Linked DNA regions of Macaca mulatta: region 2 is linked to region 1. A link is a contact called in public Hi-C data. All regions are on one chromosome and are shown on one strand. Each heading gives the region's core, a stretch centred on a gene start, on an enhancer-like site or on the middle of the called end of the contact. The rest is flanking DNA. Distances are from core to core; before and after follow the strand shown. Region 1 holds the start of TMEM59 (transmembrane protein 59). Region 2 holds the start of LRRC42 (leucine rich repeat containing 42).

Region 1 (2,756 bases), core at 114-2,613:
AGCCACTCCAGTTTTAGAGAGCAAGGAGGTCTAGCCACAATGGTTAAGCAAATAGCATACAGGAGATGAAGGAAAAACGAAGAGGAAACCACCAGTAACATCAACAAAAGCTCTCATAAAACAACGTGGGGGAAGGCATACACTCAAATCATACATGGGAAACGTGTGGTGGGAATCATCAAACAATTTAGAATGTTGAGTAAACAGAGATCTTACGCTGAAAAACCAACGTGAAGAGGGTTAGGTATGTACTTAAAAAGGGGGGAAGCATAGAGAGGAGGCCATTACCTCTCCGTAAGCTGCGAACCCTCTCCTGTCTACAGTCTCGTTTCTTTACCCACTCCACGAATCCCCCGTTTCCTGCACTGAGTGGTCAGTTTCTGGTAGGCAGACACCTAACTGCCTCTTCTCTAACCCAGTCCCTCTTGGCAGCGTCTTGGACACAGTAACTCAACATAGGCAGACAGCATTCCTGGGCGTCTCGCTACTCCTTGAGCCGCCTTCGTGACGCTTTTTATACTTCAGTGGAATTGTCTACTTGTCTGACTCCCTGAAGACTACGCTCCCGATCCCGAGAGGCGCTTAGTAAACAAAGGTTATGAATCAATCATTTGTGGACTCGCTTATCTGCGCCTCCCTTTCTACAAACCCCCCTTAGGCTCCTTAAGGCGAGGACCCTGCATTAACCATCCATATCCTCCTCTATCCTCCTCCCTCTGAGTGCTCGACTCCCCTGCTGCCCGGCTAGCTCCCAGAGGAAAGGGATCGCGTCTTTCTCATCTTTGTGTCCCTCAGCCTATCACAGGGTAGTGCAGGACAAACTTCCGGTAATGACAGCAGGAACTGGGGTGCAGGCAGGATTAGGGAGGAAAACAGGAGCTACACAGATGGGAGACAGCGGTTGAAAGGCGGATTGAACAGCCAGGTTGCCAGAGCCGACATAAGTGTGGGGAGCCGAGAGATGGGCGGCCAGGGAAGGGTCGCAGCCCGCTCCGGACGGGCCCTACCTTAGGGTAGGTGTGCAAGGGGTAGGTCAACTGACAGGCCCGGTGGCAAGACGCTGTATCACCCAAGACCGAGTCAAATGCTTCAGCCGAAGCGGTCCCCGAACCTCCGGCCAAGGCCATGGTCAGCAGCAGCAGCGGCGGCAGCCCCAGTTGGGTCCTGACCCAGAGGCTCGCCTTCGGCGCCGCCATCTTGTTCCCCTCTGTCACAGCAGCTCAGCTTGTTGCTGTTTTCTTTGAAGGGTTTCCTCCTCCTCCTGGGGCCAGCCCCCTTCTCCGCCCCGCCGACCGTTGCTTCCGCCTCCGCCGTCGCTTCAGCTCCGCCCTGACCCGCCTGAAACTGCCGCCTCCTGCCCCACCTCTGGGACTACTAACTTCTCCTAGGCGGGCGTGAGGCGGGGAATTCAACCATCGCGAGCATTAGCGCGAAGCGGGTCCGCCTGTCTTCCCTTCGCGGGGCAGGCTGGGGCATGTAGTTCTCCGTAGGCGGGAGGCGCACGGTGCTGTCGGGAAAGTTGGTCTCGGAAAACTACAGCCGCCCTCGGCGCGCCTTCTGCCCGCATTTCTTCGTAGTGCATTCTGGGGAATGTGGTTCGCTGTGGGCCAGAGGCGCGAGGGCCGGCGGAGTTTCTTCAGAGGAACTACAGCCCTGGGAGGAAGCGTCTATTTAGTTTCAACACAGACGACTGGGCTTGGGAGCCTACGGGGTTGCAGTCTGGAGGGCGCCAACAGCAGCTGCCAGGGCTGCTTTTCCTGGTGGGTCTCACGCCAGGCCGTTGTTAGGTGCCCCTACCCGGGATCCTGAGTGCTGAGAACGAGGAGGATGGGGTTTCTCCTTGTTCGGGGATCCAGAGATTACAGCCGTGGGTAGGGTCCTCTGACCACCAAGCAGTTTGTTCCAGGGGATGGCTGCGTATTGTGAGACTCCCTGCTGTGTTCTGGAGGTAGTTGTCAGTTGCTGATTACCAGGGCAACCCTTGGGATTGTGGCTGTGGTGAGGTGATTGTTAAGAGGGCGGCATTGAGCCTAGTGTAATCCTAACCCTTCCACAGCCCAATCTTAATTGGAAGAGGGCTTAGGTGCACGCTCTAGGTGGGATTCCAATATTGGGCCAATCCCCGCAATATTGGAATCCCCCCTAGAGCGTGCACTTCTGGAATCTAGGAACCTCCTAACCCAGGACGTAGGCTGATGATTGTTTACAGTTTCAATTCTTAGGAAGTTCCTCAGGAGGAAATCTTGTCAATTCCACTCGAGTCCCCATAATTCATGAATTCTTCCAGAGAACTCAATTGTGTTACTTTGGGGAGCAAATATCACGGCAGTCTTTAGTGAGGTTTTAGAATCTACCGTCTTTCTTGACCAGAACACGCTGCAAGCACGTCAAGGTAGTCGGAGGCCCCTAACAATGGATAAATTCGTCGTTCGAACGCCTAGAATCCAGAATAGCCCTCAGAAGAAAGATTCTGGAGGAAAGGTTTACAAGCAGGCCACGATTGAATCTCTGAAGGTGAGAGGGGATCTGGGGCTAGAGGAAATGTGCAAAGGACTGATAGCAAGGTGGTACCAGAGGTTCTGTTGTGAAAAGACCTATGAATTATTTCTTGTTATGCCTCCTCCCGCAAAGTGTACCTGACCACTCCTCCTTTGTTTCCCCCATAGCTGTACAGACTTACATTTATCAATTTCCGCACACCTCTGCTACACCCTTGTAATTACTCTGGTTTACAGCATGTATGGTAGCTGGTAGGA
Region 2 (2,700 bases), core at 162-2,661, 110 kb before region 1:
TCCAAAAAACAAAACAAAAGTGCAGGTTTGGGAGGTAGTCTAATCCCCCACCCCTTCAGAACAAGGTAATTTCCTCAGGGCCGCAGTTTACCAAAGGTGGTACACTCTGGGGTGCTATCCTTTCCATTTTTTACAATCCCTGACCCTGGAATTCCCTGATGCTTTATCCTGTCTTTCAAATTAGGGCCACTGGTTTCGTCCCCAGTTCACCCCTTCATCGCTAGCTCACATGCCCTTTGTGGTCCTTCTTTCTCCAAACCTCTTCAGGTCAAGTCCTTAGAGGACCTTCAACCTGACCAGCCCCCTTGGTTCTGGTGCTACAGCTGGACTCCTCATGCTCTTTCAAGTACCATCCATTGGGAACGTGGTGTACTTTAGAAAACGCGGACCTGGCCTACGGCTTGTCTCCGCGGGGACAAGGCCACCGCTTCCAAGACAAACCAGCCCTGGCACCACCTTCTCACCTCCATCCCAAACCCTCCTCCTCAGTCCCAGGCCCTGTGGAGACAGACTTCCGAGGGCCCTAGAGCCTCAGACTTGTGGAGGCCTCGCCCCAAAGTATGTAAAGAATATAATAAATGCCCCCGACCTTAAGTACAATTCATAGCTAGATGGCTTACGTTGCGGCTGACAGCTTACATTTTGGTAGGCTAATTAATTTCGATTTACAATTGGTTTTCCCTTTTGGTGGTCAAGACGCTATTTCTGGCCTCAAAGAGCTTCGAGGCCTGGCACTGGCGCCTCCAGGGTCTAGAGGAGAAGGCGGGTCCGCGTCAGACCTCCCGCGACGGCCCTTCCACGCCTCCCGTTGCTCGTCTTTTCACCACCCTCCACTGTTGCTCCCTTCCCACCAGCATCCCCTTCCTTCTGCCTTGCCCGGCCAGGCCCCCACACCCCCTGGTACCAGCCTGCCCACCCCGCGGCCCGCTCGCCTGGGACTCCCCTTAGTTCTGGGCGCCGTACCTTCCTGGCTCGAAACCTCCCTTTCGCCCCGCCCCACGCAGAGCGCCCCAACCCACAGCCCCGCCTCCTCGCCGCAGCCTCAGCGGAGTTCGGGACTGCGCGCGCTCCAACTCCGAAATCTTCGCGCCACGCCTCCCACAAGCCCCGTCTCACCCTCAGCCCCGCCCCCTCGCCGCGACCACAGCGGAGTTCCCGGGCGCGCGCTCCTACCCCGAGCTCTTCGCGCCACGACTCCGACAGGCCCGCCCTGCCCTCAGCCGCGCCCCCCGCGCCGCCGCGGCCTCCGCAGAGTTCCCGGGCGCGCTCGCTCCTACCCCGAGCTCTTCGCGCCACGCCTCCCACAGGCCCCACCCCGCCTCAGCCCCGCCCCCTCGCCGCGGCCTCGGCCCCTCCTACCCCTAGCTCTTCGCGCCACGCCTCCCACAGGCCCCGCCCGCCCTTGACCCCGCCTTCTCCAGCTCCCATTACTTCGCGGGCCAAGATGCGCAACCACTCCCGAGCGCCTTTCCCAGGGCAGTCCCAGGACTTGCGCTGCCTACCCTCCCCCAGCTCAGCTGTATCCCTGGGGCCCGCAGGACCCAGGGGATCCGCCCTCCCGCGAGCACGCACGCGCAGGGCCCACCTCTGCTAGTTCCAAACCCTCGGCCCTCGGGTCGCCTGCCTGGGGCCCGGCCCCGCCTCTAGACCCGGCCCCGCCTTCGTGCCGGGGCCCGCGCACGCGCGCCTCCCCGGCCCAGCCTTTCCCCCGTCCCCGCCGGTCCCGCGGTCCCACAGCGCCTGGTTGCCCCCAGCCCTCTCCCTCCTCCCACCCTCGCTGTGTCCCACCCTCCCTAGCTTTGTGCCCGGGGTGCTGAGCCGTTCCCCGTCAGCCGCGCCGCGGGAGGAGGGAGCCGCCACAGAGGAGCTGCCGCTCGCTGCCCCGGGCAGGGGCACAGGTAGGTGGCGGCCGCGGGCCGGGCCGCTCGCGGGGCCCCGGGTTGCGTGTGGGAGCGGGGGCGGGGTGTTAGGGAGCGGCGGGGTGGGGGAGGGGAAGCCCGAGAGGGACGGCGGGGCGCGGGTTGAGGGGAGGATGAGGTATATGGGTGTGGACGATGGATTTAAGGGTGGCGTAGGGGTGCGGGGGCAGGCTATGGGGACGTGTGAGAATTGGGGTTCGGGGCCGGGGTGGGATAGGGAGCAGGATTAGCCTGGGTGGACTCGGGGAGAGGCACGCGTGGGGAGAGAGCGGGAAGAAGGAATGGGGAAAGGAAATGGGATTTTAGGGGTTCAAGGAGGAAAAGAGCTAGGATAGGAATAGAGAGGGTGGGGTCTTGGGGACAGGGAAGAAAAGTTGGGGGTGTGGAATGCCAAGTTAGGGATAGGCGTGAAGGAAGAAGGTCTTGAAGATTGAGAACAGAAGGCAAGGAAAGGGTTGGAGAGATTGGGGGCCTAGGAGAGGGAAGCCCCTAGAGTGGGAAGACGGGAAGAATAGATGGTGGAGGGAAGGAGTGGGGGTGGAGGAGTTGGGGAAAGAAAGGGAGGCAGGTGGAGGTTGGGAGATTGGAGGTTGGAAGGGTTGGGTCTGTGGAACAAGCAAGCCACCTTTCAGCAGGAGCACGGAAGGGCTGGAAGGGTCTGAGGCTTGAGGCGGGCAGGGGAGCTGAGGTGAGCGAAGGGAGTGGGGTTAGGATTTTTGGTGTGAGAAGCGCTAGAGTTGTTAAGAGTCACATTGTGGGAGAGATTGGCATGTTCTTGGGG

What was found. A called contact is a pair of places that touch in the nucleus more often than the background predicts.
Region 2: a contact with region 1 is called in a Hi-C map of fetal cortical plate, with 1.7 times the contacts expected there. The contact joins the promoter of LRRC42 here to the promoter of TMEM59 in region 1. A contact is called at or near these places in 2 of 14 Hi-C or Micro-C datasets (cortical neurons and fetal cortical plate).

Annotation. Positions count from the first base shown.
Region 1 is chr1:186,557,605-186,560,360 of T2T-MMU8v2.0, reverse strand. It overlaps TMEM59 (transmembrane protein 59), which reads right to left and starts at 1,363. Exons shown (of 8, transcript NM_001266204.1): 1 at 1,008-1,363. The coding sequence starts at 1,196. TCEANC2 (transcription elongation factor A N-terminal and central domain containing 2) reads left to right here and starts at 1,621. Exons shown (of 5, transcript NM_001266853.1): 1 at 1,621-1,760; 2 at 2,371-2,514. The coding sequence starts at 2,413. LOC144333255 (a long non-coding RNA gene) reads left to right here. Exons shown (of 2, transcript XR_013401813.1): 2 at 1-1,212.
Region 2 is chr1:186,665,621-186,668,320 of T2T-MMU8v2.0, reverse strand. LRRC42 (leucine rich repeat containing 42) reads left to right here and starts at 1,411. Exons shown (of 8, transcript XM_001113152.5): 1 at 1,411-1,898. It also overlaps a transcript of IFT25 not described here.